Linked DNA regions of Canis lupus: region 2 is linked to region 1. Evidence: chromatin contacts called from public Hi-C data. All regions are on one chromosome and are shown on one strand. Each heading gives the region's core, a stretch centred on a gene start, on an enhancer-like site or on the middle of the called end of the contact. The rest is flanking DNA. Distances are from core to core; before and after follow the strand shown.

The links. Hi-C and Micro-C count contacts between places; a contact is called where the count stands out from the background.
Region 2: a contact with region 1 is called in a Hi-C map of skin fibroblasts, with 2.0 times the contacts expected there. The contact joins two enhancer-like sites. A contact is called at or near these places in 3 of 9 Hi-C or Micro-C datasets (amygdala, blood and skin fibroblasts).

The regions. Positions count from the first base shown.
Region 1 is chr18:26,182,017-26,184,716 of UU_Cfam_GSD_1.0, forward strand. No RefSeq gene overlaps it. Among named protein-coding and RNA genes, the nearest start is that of SLC25A22, 19 kb to the left of the region's middle. Within about 2 kb of position 1,390, at least 7 of the 20 cell types and tissues checked have an H3K27ac peak or open chromatin away from gene starts, as enhancers often do.
Region 2 is chr18:26,270,623-26,273,322 of UU_Cfam_GSD_1.0, forward strand. It overlaps ALKBH3 (alpha-ketoglutarate-dependent dioxygenase alkB homolog 3), which reads right to left. Exons shown (of 10, transcript XM_038562979.1): 8 at 896-1,105. Among named protein-coding and RNA genes, the nearest start is that of TRNAK-CUU, 3.7 kb to the right of the region's middle. Within about 2 kb of position 1,374, at least 3 of the 20 cell types and tissues checked have an H3K27ac peak or open chromatin away from gene starts, as enhancers often do.

The sequences.
Region 1 (2,700 bases), core at 140-2,639:
CCAGGCAGTGTGCCTCAGGGCCCCTGCTGCACCTGGGCCTGGCCTGGCCTGCCCCCCCGGGGCCTGCTGGGCTGTCACTTCCCTGTCCCTGCTCAAGTGTCTCCTGCTCCCACAGGCCCACGACGGCCGCCTGCCTCGTCCACGGCCTGCTTCCCCCTGGGCATGCTGTGGTGCCTCCTGCCCCGGCTACCTCCCATTTCACGGTGCTCTCCCTTCCACGCGCACCACACGCGTCCTTATTCATCACCTGCACCGTCTATTTCGAGTCCACACGCAACTCCGCGAAGGCAAAGGCCTTCAGCTGTTTGTTTACTGGTGTTTCTCCAATGCGAAGGCTCACACCTGGCCCTTGGGGAGGCTCCGGAGCGGTTGTGCAGGAATGAGTGGATGGTTGGAGGGACGGACGGATGGATGGACCGATGGATGGATGGACGGACGGCTGGACGGACAGATGGACAGATGGACGGATGGTTGGCTGGACGGACCAACACCATAAGGCAGCTGCCCCAGGTCAGGGCCCCCCTGCACTTGGGCCTCCCAGGTTCTGCCCTCATTCCGGGCTCTGGGGTGCGGGTGTGGGTGGGGGTCTTGGTTCCTGTCTGTTCAGTGTTCCTGGCCACTTACCAGTAACTGGGACCCGCGTGAGGGAATCGGCTGTCGGGGGACAGCAGGCTGGTGCTGGCCTGGGGGAGGGCCGCCCGGAGGAAGGCTCATTTCCCACCGCCTGGGTGTCGTGGGGCCCCTGCCCCTGCAGCCCCTGCCCCTGCCCGCAGCCCCTGCCCCCTGCCGCAGCCCCAGGCCCTGCCCTCCTGCGCCGCCGTAACGTGGGTTCGCCATGAGGGGGCGCTACACCCTCACTTTCCTTCCGGGCTCGGCGGGCTCGGCGGGCGGGGCGGGGCGGGGCGGGGCGGGGCGGGGCGGGCAGCACGGCCCACTCCCGCCGTGGCCCTGCGCCCGCTCTCCCGAGCCCGCCGCTCGCACCCGGGACCCCGGGGCGGCCAATGTCACGCGACCACACAGCGTCAGTGGCAGGAGAATCCGGACGTGGGGAGCACCGAGGGCCGCACCGAGGGCCGCCCGCTCCCCCTCCCCTCCCCCCTCCCCTCCCCCCCAGCTCCCTGCGGCACCCGCGAGCCCCACGTCCGGCTGCGGCTGGGCCTCCCTCGCGGGGTCCCCGGGTCCCCTCCAGGCGCGCAGGGCGGGGAAGGCGGAGCTGCGCCCCAGGGCCGGACCCCACTGCGCGGCCCGCTTCGGGGCGCCTCCGGCCGGGCAGGCACAGCGCTGAGCGCGGCGGGCGGAGGACCCCGCCGGGAGTCTGCAGGCGGGCTCGGTCCCGGGCGCCCGGCCTCCAGCAGGTCCAGCAGCCGCGCGTCCTCGGCCTCCCGGTGTCGGTGGGAAACGGAGGCCGGACCGGCCTTGGGGCGCTCGGACCGGCCTGGCTTGGCGTGAGCCCGGCCTGCGCGTGCCCCTCCCAGCCCCCTGCGCCACCCACCGCGCGGCGCCCTCCCCCGTGGGCTGGCCCGTGTGCAGGTGGCATGAGGTCCCGGGGTCAGACGGAGGGGGAGGGGAGGGGGAGGGGAGGAGGGGAGCGGGGCCCACGGGCTCTGACCCCCGCTCCTGGGGCAGCGCCTGAGGCCAGTCACCTCCTGGCGCCCACACGGTTCCCTCGTGGGTCCTGCTCCCCCAGCACCCTTCCTCCCCCTCCCCCCTCCTCCTGCCCCCCAGCACCCCTCCCCACCCCTCCGGCTCCTGGGGCAGCAGGGCATGTCCCGGGTCCTGAGCAGCCCCCGCCCCCCAGTGCTCACAGGGGCCAGGGAGGACCTTGAGGAGAGGACTCTGCCTCCACCTCCCCATCGCGTGGGGCACACAGTGGGCATCAAGTAGCGGTCAGTGTTTTCGGGGAAACCGGGAAGAGCAGCTCCGCCCCAGCAGTGCCAAGCGATCCTGCAAAGGCCTGTGGGGGGGAGATTAGCATCCTTCCTTCATTCAGCTCCAGCCACGTGTTAGACACGCCCCGGGGTCCCTGGACGGGGTGGGGAGCAGGAGGGGCGCCACCCACACAGGGTCGCTGGCACAGAGCGCAGGGACAGGGAGGAGGAGCAATCCACCCGGTCTGCGGGGAAGGAAGCAGGCCCAGGCAGCCGGGGCGGCTGTGCAAAGGCCCTGAGGTAGGAGCACGGCCTGCAGTATTTAAGGCAGGAACTTCGTAGGGCTTGGTGGCCCCTGAGAAGGACCTTGGCTTTGATCCGAGCTTGATGGGAAGACAGCACAGGCGTCCTGGAGCTGCCAAGTGGGTCACCCGCTGCCTTGTAGGGGGCAGGGTCCTGCTCTGCGCTCGCTCGCTAGCTCCTACTGCGGCTTGGGACGCACTTGCTCCCTGGAAGCCCAAGGTCTCCATGGGCCTTGGACCGCAGAGTCCTCCAGGGGCCTATCACACTCACAGGAAGCTGCTCCCCCAAACCAGTGCCCGGGTGCCCAGAACCACTGTCTGGGGGCAGCAGGTGGGCCAGGGAGTCCTCCCACCCCACCCAACCCGTGTGCCCTCGGGTGCCCACAGGTGACGAGGATGCAGGTTTCATCACTGCCCCACCCCCTGGCCGAGGCTTGTGGGGGAATGGCACTAGGGTGACCGGATGTGCTGGGGGCACTGCAGTGGGGTGATGGGGCATGCTGGGGGATGGCACTGGGGTGACTGGATGT
Region 2 (2,700 bases), core at 124-2,623, 89 kb after region 1:
GGATTAGGTCATATTCTAAACATAGCCTTATAAGCCTTTCCACACGGACTGAGTCTGCTTTAATGTTATAAGCTAAATGGCTGAGAACCTTGGTTAGAGAAAGACACAAAGATAATAAGATAATCTGGTAGAGGTTTGCTCTTTTGAGTTCCTACTACCCTTAGTCCTACGGTCTTATACTTCCTTGATTTGAGAAAATCAACAGTCTTCGTGTCCCTCAAATGTCATGAAATACAGGCAAAAGCTGGGATGGAAAACTAAAGTTATTATGTAGTTTAGTGACAGCTTCTCTAGCCTGGACAGACCACCACCTCTGGTGATCTGGCTTGAATATATACCTGTTTCTGAAAGCACTGCAGGTTCACCTCTGCCTCAGAAGATGGCTGAGAAGGGAGTGAGGATGCTCACAATGTTCGCTCACAGGGAGGCAGCAACACAGCTGCGGGGAAGCCTTACTTACACTAAAGTCTTCTTCAGGGGCATCCTTCCCACCTCACATCTACTAGCTCGAGCCTTCCCTTTATAAGCCCTCCTTCACAGCACTCATCGTGGTTCCAATATTTCAATAATTAGCACTATCTGTCTATCCTGGGTCTCCCGAGGACCGGGATTACGGCTGTCCTTTCCACCCAATGGGAACGGCCCCCGGTGCTGGTGCACGGTAAGCAATCTCTGTCGGGTAAGTGAATGAATGAATGAATGAATGGCTGCTTTGGGAGTCCAGAGTTAACCAGCGGAGAGGCAACCAGCTGAAAACGTTTCAACAAAAAACATACTCCTATTTCCTACATCTGAAAACGTGAGCTTTTAAGAGCTCTACTTTTTTCACAAAATATCAGAAGGTATGAAAAAGATTAAAAACAAACAAACAAACAAACAAACAGAGAATACTCACTGGTGGGGGCTTCCTTCTCATCTCAAAAGCACGTGTGGCACCAAAACTCAGTGAAGCAATGACGGGACATCTCCCCAGCGAAGGTTCATCGTCGCTATGCCAGTCAACGCTGTCCTTCTCATCTCGGTAAAGATTGCAGAGCAAGGAATTGAAGGTGTGGCCGGTGTTCTCTTCGATTTGGTCCTTTAGTGTGCGCAGCACAGCAGGCCACTGCCATGGCAGGCCGGGAAAAGGGGGCAGAGACAGTTCACAGAAGACACAGGGTGGCAGCCACATGGAAAACACAGGAAAGTGTAAAATCGGCCATGTTATAAACAGGGGCGTGGAAGAGGCTAAACACTTGGAGGGAACAGCCAAAGGCACGAGGAGTCCATTCCCTCCCGCTGTTTCTATTTTGAAGCAAGGTGACCTCCACAATCTTATTAAGGTACCGAATCGGTACAGCAAGGTCACGAGGGCCAAGCCCACGTACCCATCTCAGCCTTTCCGTGTGAAGGAGCACCTGTCGTTACACTCAGGGCAGCCACCTCCTTAAGGGACCAGGTCACCCCCATGGGCGCCGGGCACCCAGGTAGTTGGCAGGGACAGCCCGAAGTCTGGGGAGTGAAACAACTTTCCCACTGGGTGGCCCTCTGTTCATTTGATTGCTATTTTATCATGAATCACAGACTTGCTTTAAAAAAATATTTAGTATTTCCAGAGTGGCTAACTTCCTAAAAATAGAACCTGAAGGGAAAAAACATTCTACAGAATAGAACCATGACGTGGCCTGTGAACTAGAGTTTAACCAGATTCCACGGCCCTGCCTCCCGAGCACCAGCTCGCGTCTGTGCAGTATCTGGGACTTGCTGTCCCGCCGCGCGGGCTGCAGGAAGCTGTGACCCCTGACCTTGGGTTGTACTGGAGCTACCGCAGCAGAGCTATCAGTCCTTGTTAGACTCCTGTCCTTCCAAGAAGCCTCAAGAATTTTACAGAGCTTCCTTTTCTGACAGTCGTTCTCTTATCACTATCAAAAATTATTGAGGACCTCACAGAACTTTCTGTTACAGCTATGGCATTTATCACACTAAAATTAAAACTTAGGGATCCCTGGGTGGCACAGCGGTTTAGCGCCTGCCTTTGGCCCAGGGCGCGATCCTGGAAACCCGGGATCGAATCCCACATCGGGCTCCTGGTGCATGGAGCCTGCTTCTCCCTCTGCCTATGTCTCTGCCTCTCTCTCTCTCTCTCTCTCTCTGTGTGACTATCATAAATAAATTAAAAAAAAATTAAATTAAAACTCAGAAAATTAAACTATTGGTTAATTCATTTAAAACTACAAACCTGTGATGCGTTAACATAAATATTATTTCACAAAAAATAAACTCTATTTTCCAATACAAAAAATTATCAAGAAGAGTGGCACGGTTTTCCAAATCTCTTTAATGTTCGGCTTATCTGAAGAGAGGTGATTCTCCTGTCTGCTCCTGCATTCAGTCTGTTACAATATGTTGTTTTATAGAATTATACGAAGAAAACTGGCCTCACAAGAATATGTTGTTAGAAAAGGGCACGAGTCTTTTCCAGCCTTTCCAAATAATTGTGGATACTCTGTGCTATTTAATACCAAAACTTAACAAGTGCTGATCTCCTAAATGTCCGTTGCAGTGTGGGATCTGAAGTGTGGGATCTGAAGTCGTATCAACAAAGTTCTCATATTTGGTTACATTTAAATCTACTGGTCTGGGACACCTGGGGGCTCGTCTGTCCTTGGCTCAGGGCGTGACCCCAGGGTCCTGGGATCAAGTCCCGCCTCGGGCTCCCTG